2 separate regions of the Mus musculus genome follow, and region 1 is linked to region 2. A link is a contact called in public Hi-C data. All regions are on one chromosome and are shown on one strand. The core of a region is the stretch at or near the end of the contact, and the rest is flanking DNA. Distances in the headings are between cores, read along the strand shown.

What was found. Hi-C and Micro-C count contacts between places; a contact is called where the count stands out from the background.
Region 1: a contact with region 2 is called in a Hi-C map of Sertoli cells, with 3 times the contacts expected there. The contact joins the promoter of Ctnna2 here to the enhancer-like site in region 2. A contact is called at or near these places in 1 of 484 Hi-C or Micro-C datasets (Sertoli cells), 2 of 115 datasets of contacts at active chromatin or transcription factors (embryonic stem cells and neural tube) and 1 of 9 other capture datasets (liver).

What each region holds. Positions count from the first base shown.
Region 1 is chr6:77,976,022-77,981,237 of GRCm38.p6, forward strand. It overlaps Ctnna2 (catenin (cadherin associated protein), alpha 2), which reads right to left and starts at 3,646. Exons shown (of 20, transcript NM_001109764.1): 1 at 3,399-3,646.
Region 2 is chr6:77,939,133-77,944,199 of GRCm38.p6, forward strand. All of the region lies in intron 1 of Ctnna2 (catenin (cadherin associated protein), alpha 2), which reads right to left. Among named protein-coding and RNA genes, the nearest start is that of Ctnna2, 38 kb to the right of the region's middle. Within about 2 kb of position 2,804, at least 6 of the 459 cell types and tissues checked have an H3K27ac peak or open chromatin away from gene starts, as enhancers often do. A contact at or near this core is called in Sertoli cells, where this site is marked.

The DNA of each region.
Region 1 (5,216 bases), core at 2,396-4,895, 38 kb after region 2:
TGACATGTTTAACACCTTTGTAAAATGGTCACCGATTTGTCCTACAGTCCAGAAAATGAATAGTCTTGTTGATGTGCCTCTCTCCCATCACACTTCCTCTTCCATCTCTGCTCTGACTCCACACTGCTTGACATTCTTCTCTGAGATCTCTATACAAGCCTGAATGCTTCTACTAAATAAAACTGTTTTCCTGGTCACACAAACATCTCACCCATTCAGAACTACTGTCATGTCTCTCTTCCATAGCCATAGTGCGTATCTATATGATATGTTGGAATGCTTTAAAGCCTGCCATCCTAATTAAAATAATGCTAATGAAAAACATACTTTGCTTCAAATTTTGTGCTTAACAGATTTAATCTCTAAGCAAATTCCATGAATCATAATCTCATATCATTGATAAAACAAGTTTCTTAAAGAGCAGGTAAAGCACACGTGTTCTTAAGCAAGAGAAGCTGAACTCCGTTTGAAAGCTTTCTACAAAGATCTGGCTCTTTGCAGCTGTGAAACTGGACCTCATGCAGATACCTTTTATCTTCAACTATCCTACAAGCTGAGGCCAAAGACAGTGTCTTTTTCTTCTTTCCACTTCTTTCGACAGCTCACCCTACTCAGCATTAGCTTGCATGTGTGTTAAGAGCTTGAAGGGAGGAACATACACAGAATATACCCAGAATATTTCATGTGAGGGTCCATAGCATGTTCTATGTGGTCTTTATTTGTATTTTAAAGGCCCAATGCAATTAAAAACAGATGCTTCTGGAAATAAAATTCATGCAAAAGCAATGCATGTGTGCAAACGTGTTTGTTAGTTAGGGGGTCAAGCTGCTCTTTTGTCGTTTGTGTTCTGTTTTGGGGGTGCTGTGGAACAAACCAAGGACTGGCTCTTGATGTGCAAGAAAACTAACACTAAGCTACACCCCAGCTACATCAAATTGCCTTTTTTATGCATTAAATCCTTTTCTACCTCATATTTTATTCATTTAACTCATCTACTCTCCTAAGATATTGTCGTAAACAAAATATTTCACTTTCTATTTCTTTAATAACTTCACCCTCCTTTCACAATATTGATGAATATTTATAAACAAAAGTCAGATAAAATGTGCCTTTCATTTCATAGTGAGCACTGTATTCTTATCAGAAATACTCCCTCATCCTTCTGAGAGGAAGACTTGCAACAGAAAAAGCTGGCTGATGAGGAACTGCTCCTCCCACACCCAAAACTCCACAAAGCCAGTGTAATAGGTGGGCAGGCAGAATGGCCTTTGAAAGTAAGTTAGAACCAAACAAACTTACTATTACCATATATGATTGTCACAGCTGAGACTTAGGGCGAGGAAAGAAACAGCAGCACCAAAATCACACCTGTATGGGATTCACTGTCATCTAGGATAACCATTCAAACATATACACGGTTGAATACAATTCTTCCTGGAGACATTAGTAACCGATACTCCAACCAAGCTTCTGTCACATGGATCACAAGCCTGAGAAGCCATGAAAGGAGCTGCATTCCTCCAGGGAAGGTGAAAGAGAGAGGCTTCCCTTGTTTGCTAATATCATATACTTTCCAAATATGAATCCACATGGCCATCAGTATCAGTCGTTTAGGCAGGTCGGCACTCTGTCACTTTCGAAGGCAATTCTCTTCATCTCAACTCCTACTTTACAGTCACATAAAATGCAAAAGTGCCTATTACACTGCTGGAAAGTCATCAAAATTTCAACAAGAGGAATAAATCCACGACTTTCTCCATGCTATAGTTATTGACTGCAACTTCAGTGAATCCAGCTTTGGATCCCTCTATACATGCTACCTATACAAGAAAATTAACTATGGTAAAGTTAAGGCTGGGGGTGGAGTAATCATTCGGAAGAATCTCAATGGGGCAAACTAAGTCTTTGATTTTTCAGCTTATTTTTATGCACACAATCAGAGCCCCCGAGACGTTATACTGAAGCAGCATGGCTGTGCCACCATGTATAAGTTAAGCTTTTCAGAAACATTTGCAAACAGAAAAACTGCCATGCCATTCTTGATGAAGACTGAAATGTACTGAAGTGACGCTGAAGACAGCAATGTGAAACACAAGATTCAGTGCAAGCAACTGATGCAAAACTGACCGAAAATTTAAAATTCTCAGGAACAATCTTCCCAGAGCTAATTCAACTTTCCCATTAGTGTAAACACATCTAGGAATAAGTACACAGAACATTTTCCCCCCAAAATGTCAAGATTTCTATAAGGCGGCTGAGCATGACTGAGGGTGCCTGTGCTGTATCCTACCACACAGCTAAAGCTATCAAAATGATATGTTTACAAAACGGCAAAGGAGAGCCTCATTCTTCAATAGCTGGCTAGCCATTCTCATTTTCTTGAAGTTAACCAGGGATGAACAAAAAGTGTTATCTTTCTATTTCTTCAAAGCAAGTTCTCCGGGTGTTTTGCATACCAAGCAAAACACAATGTGTAATGCACCGGTATTAAAGTTGAGAGAGTTTCTGTCTGTGAAGTAGTGACGGAGCCAAGGACACACAGGTTCAAGTCCAAGCTGAATATTAGGCGGGTGGTTTGAAAACATCAATCCAGAAAGGCCTAGAGGAAGGGATTCAGGCTTCCACTGTTGCCAACCTTCCTCACCCCTCCCCTCTTTTCTTTCTTGTTCCCTTCCAGGCTTCTCTTTCCTTGTGGTTTCTCATGGAGACGACAATCACAGCAGAAAAGCCTGGGTTTTAAATTAGTGTGATACACACTGGGAATGTGTAATCCCAGGGGGAAAAAAAGAAAGGAAGAAACTGTTGAAGAGGGGAGTGGGGGACGGTTGGAAACATATCTAAGTGACAACCTCCCCACCCCCACCCTTTATAGCACACATCCATAGATTGTTCCTGGACTCTATTCCTTCCAGTTTCCAGTACTCTGTCCAACTTGACCCTTAATCTTGACAATGTAAAGAACTGCAGGGCATCCTTTGCGCGAGCGTGCCTCTCTTGGTACAGGAAACCAATTTTCAAGAAACCCCCGAATCCGGACAGTTGTACCAGGCAAGGATGCTCCCACCATCCCACCCTCAGGGAAGGGGGTGAGGATAAGAAAAGGAGGGGTGATAAAGAGAAGATAGATAAAAGGTATGCAAAGATGAGCTGAAGGGTGAGTGGCTGAAAGGAAGACAGGGAAGAAAGAAAGGGTGGGAAGGAAGTAGGGCTGGGTGAGAGAAGAAAGGGATGAAAGAAAGGCTGGAAAGGAGAAAGGAGCGGAGAGGAGAGAGGGATGTTGGGAAAGATGAGGGCGGGAGGGCTGGAGAGCGGGAGGGAGGGGAGGACGAAGAGGATGGGAGGGAGGCAGGAAGGGAGGGAGGCAGGCAAGGATGGAGGATGCTCTGCCCGGGACTCACCTCTGTGGGTCGGTGGGAGTTTCTCGCCTCCTCCTCCTCGTCCTCTGTCTGCAGCAGCTGGCGCGGAATGACAGAAGCTGCTGGAGAGGCGGCGGTGGGGACTAGGGCAGCTGCTGCAGCTGCTTCTGGCCGAGGTGCGGTGCCGCCCGCTCCGCCCGGGTCTCCGCCTCACTCAGGGCTGCCAGCAAAGCCGCTCCCCCCTCCCCCCGCCCGCCCCGCGTCCTGCCCAAGCGAGCGGCAGCGGCCCGGATCGCCGCTAGGGGAGGTGGCCAGTGCGCACGCGCGGCCGCTCACTTGCTTGCTCGTTCGCTCGTGCCCGCGACTCGCCCGGGCTGCTAAAGGATGGGCACGCGGGCGCGCCGCCCGGGAGCGCCGCCCGGGAGCGCCGGAGGGGAGGGACTGGAGAAAGGAGCCACAGAGGGCGCAGGTGCCGTCTCCATGGCAATGGCGTTACCCTCTGGGCGGGGACCAGGAGCTGTTGCGGGCCCTGCAGGGAGGGGCTGGACTCCAGAATGATCTGCATAGGGGATGGAGGACAGATGGGGTTCCACACTCAGAAAGACCTTACCACGTGGCAGCAGGAGGCCAGGGCCCGGTGCAGCCCAGGTGGACCTGTAGCCCCGAATGCCAGAGAGCCTGAAAGAGGATGGAACTGTTAGAGAAATCAGGGCTGTGTCTGTTAAACAAACCTCCGTGAAAGCAATTTCCGTGAAAGACATTGTAGTTATCTGTATTAAGCACTCTAGGCATGTTGAAGTATCCAAAATATTTAAGGTCACTCTCTGCTTCATAGGGGTTACATGAGTTGGGAACATGACTAGAGACATGAGTGCCTTGCCAGCCAGAAGTACTGGGAGCTTAGTGATGGGGTCTAACTGCGAGATTTGCTTAGAGGCAAAAACAGTACACCAGTACACCGCTATATACAGGAAGAAGCATAAGTTACAATTGTCTTTGTTCGATCACAGTGCCGATTGACAACTTTGGCTTTGTCTGTACTACATCAAAGCGGAAAAAGTGGAAGAAAGCTTCTGGCAACTTGGAATACAGCCTACACTTTATTCCATCTGGATTCCTGGTTCACTGGATCTTTTGTTCATGTTATACTTAAATGACCCTGTATCACTGGATACATGCATTGCTAATGCCCTTTTATCCTTGGCTCTGTCGCGGTATTTTCATCCACTGTTGCTCCCAAATGGAACGTTTTCAGTTGTTAGGAAATTACATGGAACACAAGTGTCTCACTATCTCTAGACTAACTCTCTATGCTCCTCTTCTTTCTTCCCCAATGTATCCTTGACTGTGTTTTCCTTTCCTATAACCGCTGATCACATTTAAAACGTCTAGGGGAAAAGTGGACAATATCATAAAATGCAGGCTAAACGATGATTTTTAAACACCTTTATCACACAATTGTGCTTCAGGACCACGGACAGTAGCACCGCAGGCCGGCCAGCTTTCTTTCCTCAGTGTTTTCTTTGCTCTCAGCCTATAGAAACTGAAGAAATACTCAGGGGTGGGGAAGGGGGATAGTAAACAAATAAACAAAATAGACGGGCTAGTTAGCTAAATAAATAAAATATACATATCACTTAAAGCATTTGTGCTATAATATATGACCCCCATGAACTGGAGGAGACTGGCTGCTGGCCTTCAACTAGAGTTTGAAAAAAAGCATTGGTTTAGAGTAAGCACTTGCAAGATCTTGTATTGTGGAACTAACAAGAGTCTGGCTGCTGAAGTGCTTCTATAAAAGCAGAGAAACCCTATATCAGAGCTACATGGCGCTATCCAGGAAGCAATGGGCACCTTAAA
Region 2 (5,067 bases), core at 1,554-4,053:
ATTTCTGTGATAAATCACTGTCATCAAAATGCAGCTTGGAGAGCAAAGAGTTTATTTAGCTTATGCATTCAAGTTAGTACAAGTCATTGAAGTAATTCAGCCCAGGAACTATAAAGGATTGTTGCTTGTCTGTGCACCCCCATGCTTGTGCTCAGCTACCTTCTTATTTACAGCAAGAACACCTCCTCAGAGATGGTGCTGCCCAGTGTAGACTGAGCCTTCTTCATCCTTCATAGATGTGTCCACAGGCCAATGTAATCTAGGTCATTCCTCAACCCAGGCTTTTGTCCAGGCTGTGTCAAGTTGACAATTGAAGCCAACTTGGACAGAGCTTAGCAACTTTGTGTGGAGTGGGTATCTTCTGTGCTTCAGCATAAATATCATGTGTATTTCATTTTTCTAGTATGGTATATCATAGGAAAGCTTCCTCAGGACAGGATTCAAAACATAGCCTACTGATTCCTCCCAGTACCTACTGTATACCAAACTGTTATTTGCAAAGAGCTCACATGTAACTAATATTTTCATAAAAGATGAATGGTGCTACATATTACATCCTTTATCACACCAGATGTTTGCTAAATTGGCATCATCAATATAAAACCAAATCTCATTAAGTTGGCATTAATAATGAGACACACAATCATTCTCCTATCACTAGACAACTGAATCACTCAGCATAACAGCATCATATTCAGTAAGGAGCTATCAACACTGTGTGAATGTCTAGCTATGAACCATGGGAGTTTTTGTGATGTAAAAAATCCCCCATCAGATCATATGTTCTTTTACTCCCCAGAAGGTGGCACTGTTTGGGAGCATTGTGCAAGCTTTAGCAGGTAACACCTTCCTTTCCTCCAGGGACATCCTTGGGGAAGTCTTTGAGGTTTCACAGCCCAGCTTTTCTTCCTCATCTTCCTTTGCTTACTGGCTGTAAAGTAACATGACCAGCTGATTCATCCCTTTGTCACCAAACCATTCTCAGCCGCTGCAATTTCTTCTTCGCCATGATGGAATGATACCCTTTGGCTTGTTAAGTAGGGAAAAAAAAAACCCTTCTTTTTAAATTGCTTCTTGTTGGATATATAGTCATATACCAGAAAAGTAACGAATACAACAGGCAAGGAAATGAACAGTGTGATGGACTACAGAGCCACACCAGCTGCTATGGATTATGACTCCATGAGACGAGCCATCCCTTTGAGAGAAAAATGATAGCTAGGAGGAAGGAAGTTAATTTTCCAGGATTTATTATGTTCCATGAGACTCTTTAATCTGTAAGAAGTAATGGGTTCACACTGTAGGTGAAAGAATGTAAATGAAGCCCTTGATAAAGACTTAGAAATGGAAGAATTAGAAGTAGAAGCAATTTTTAGAAGTAAAAGACCTGAAAGAGTAGCTAATTTTAAAACTTTCCCGGCTGTAGTTCCGAGATATCTCCTAAACTCCAAACTTTCTAACTGACCTTTCCACTACATTCCCAGTTTTAGATATAAAGAAGGTCTTGTTGATAAGTGACAATAGAGAACTGGAAGATGTCTGCACATATAGAAACTAAACATGATTCCCGGGGCCCTAAAATCTTATAATAGGCAAAGGAGTTAGTTGCTAAGAAAAGAAAACTTAAGAATAATTCGGAATATTTTTCAGATGTCAAAGGTTATTGTGAGATAATAAGCAGCAACAACAACAACAACAAAATAAAATGACTGATCTCCATTGTCACACAGGCAGAGCAAACAAAGCTAGGGCTAAGTTCCAAAATTGACAGGCAGATTTGAGATGAGAAAGAGTCCCTTAACTGAGTACTGGCTTATTCTAGAATAATCGACAGCAAAGGTAGTAGAATTTCCTTCTCTTAGATCATCAAGAATTAGCTAGTATTCATCTGTGTGCAGTGACTTCACAACAGATATGGAAAAGTACATAAACTCAGTAAACTCTGATGTCCTTGTGATTTTTGATATGTATTAATATTAGTTAAGTCAAAGCAATCTCTCATTAACTTCCTCCCATAAAAATAAATATCTGCCAAATATTGCATAATGAATTAATGTTGATCAAATCCACGATATCTAGATCATCCCCAGATATCAGAATTAAACCAGAAAGTAATATCGTCACCATGAGCAATAGAATCATCTTCTTGATGACGTCCTATACCAAAACCACAGCTATCCATTCCTGTTCAGATGTGCATTGTGTTAGGCAGGTCCATGCCACAACCCTAACAGTTCTATAAAACAGTTCAATTTGCACAGAGGAGGGATGCTCTGAGTCTCGGCTACCACTTCTTTCTAGCATTGCCCAGGTAGGAGGTAAATGGATACAAATCCTCTTCATGGTGATGAGACAGACCCAATGAGAGATCGGACATGGTTCAATATGGGTCAATCATTGTTACCAGGAAACAACCTGTCCTGTAGGTGCCACGTCAGCAAAGGGTCTCTTCTGTGTGAAGGACAGTGATCCAGCTAGCAAATCAAGAAGTATCATTCAAGTCAATTTCAAGCAAAAGTTACGGCCCTCACCTCTCTGAAAACCGAGGTTAATATGTTTCAATAACAATGTGACTTCCTCTTTCAAAATCCCAATGGGCCTATTGACAGAACTACAAGGACATCAAGGCTACTTCAATAGTAGTACTTCAATTATTTTAATCAGGAATTGAATTCTCTGTTAACAAAACAGACACACTTTCTACATCTGTTTTTTTACAGAGCTCTTTCTTTACTAAGGCGTCTCTGTGAGCTCTTTCCTCAGTCAAGGTCAGTGAATGAAAGGAAGCTGTGTTCCAAGTCCGACCAAAACACCTATCTTCTGACTAAATACTATTTTATCCAACCTCCGACCTTGTTTTCAGCCTTGTGTGAAACAATGTTATCAAGTAGCAGGCACATCCAAGCCACACAGTTGGGATGAGCTTGTTTCTCATATGAAATGCCTTTAGATGCTATTGAAAATGAGATGCAATCAGAAATGGCTCAAACATAGTAAAGGCGTTGAAATGTTAGAATTTGTTTCATAAGATGCTTCCTTCCAAGTTATTAATACTCCGATTCTAATTATGGAAACTTACATGAGGAAGATCCTTTGAAGTATCACTCAGATTAACATGACTGTAGTTTGGTCCCTGATTGTCTCTCCCAAGACTGAACTCCCCAGTCATAAGGTATATTTCTGGAAAGGGCCCACTATGCAGGCTGCAAGGCATGTTCTGGGCTGTAGCAGACTCTGTGGTAGGGGTTCACTGAGTAGCTTTCACAGTTCGGTTTTGAAAAACAAAAGAACACAGCTCAAAAGAGGAAGAGAGACAGGTTGGGTTCAGGAAATTGTGTTTTTCATAGTTGACCGGTTGTTCCGTGTTTTTTATTTTGTTTTTAATTTCGTGTCACTCCACTGGGTGAAAGAGCAACATTGTCTACATCTTAATGCTGCACATGGAGAGGATGACGAGCAAGGGACTCTCTGCTAAGTGAGTGCTAAGCTCAAATGGCTAAACCTTGAGGTCATTCAGCTCCGTGCTGCCTCAGCCCTATAGAGCCCATGATTCTCTTCATCTCTAAAAGGAGAAAACCCAATGCTATTACTTCTAAGTGAGCTTAAACACTCTGATTCCAGATATCAGTAGGTTAATACCTACAATGTTCTCTATGGGTTGTAGATACCCTGCCCATTTGAGATGGCATGGGGCAGATTCACTAAGAAAGCAAACAAAGAACAGAAAGATAAGAATGTGCACAGACTCCTGTCCTCATCGTGTACTGATGGCAACTATGTCTGCTTCTGTGGAACCGTCTGGAGAAGAGGGCTGCTTAAACAAAGTCTGACACACTTGTAGGCTTGCACAGTGCAGCTTGGTAATCTTTTCATGAGGCTCTGCTTTCTCTGTTTACTTTATATTCGGTCACGCCCACAGGAATTCAGCAGTTCAGCAAACACGGGATGCACACTTGTTACTGTCATTGGCTCTAGGATAGCAATAGGTATGAATAGAAATTTACCTTAAGAATTGCATGTGTCCCTCTAAGAACTCTAAGTGCCTGAGCTGAGCTGGTAGCTTACTTGGTGGAGTACCTGCCTATCATTCAGAAAGCCCCTCAGTTAGAATTCCCATACTATGCATGTCTGCAGTATCAGCACTCAAGGCATGGAGGGAGAAATTACAGAGGATCACTGTTATTCTCAATGTTTGAAGTCAGTCCTGAATATATTGGAATTGATATTAAAAAAAAAAAAAACTATGTGTGCCATTTCTGCTGGAAGATAAATGACAGAATTATTCCTGGGTTGGAAAGAGTACAGTGAGCAAAGTTACGTTATCATATCAAAAGCTTAACTTCTCTCATGCCTACTACATGTATACATATATTTTCCCAAACATTGTTGTCTTTAACCTCATCACAAATTTATATAGAGACATAATGCGCTGTGATCATATTGACACCCATTGCCTTGTCTTACCATTTCCACTCCTTCTAATCTCCTTCTGCCCAACTTCTGTGTGTGAGGCCACTGCATTTAATTAAGATTGTTTATATGAGTATGGGTAAGAGATTGTCTATTGGTCTGAAGACAGCTTACCAGGCTGAAATGGAGTCTTCCTTACCAGGCAACCATTAGCTAACTGCTGCCACTGGCTTCTCAGGTCACAAGACTCACTCTCATCCTGGATAGAATACTGAAGTCTTGCACGGGAAACCACTATAGACGTTTTGAGTTCATGATTGCAACACTAATATCACATCTTGTCCAGAAGACTGGTTCATAGCACTCTTCCCCATCCTCTGCCTCTTATATCCTTCCTGCTTGTTGTTGATTTTAACTGGGGCTTAAAGGAGATTGATAGAAATGTTCTCCTTGGGGCTTAGTGCTCACTCACTCTTATCACTTTGACTATATATATGTGTCTGCCTTAATCATAGTCTGCTATAAAAAGAACTACTCTGAGCAAGGCTGACAGTATCTCTAGTCCATGAGTATAAACAGGAATATTTAGACCATGGTTTGACTATATGACCACTTATCAAAAGAAAAGTATGTATTCCCCAACTAGAAAACTCTCTA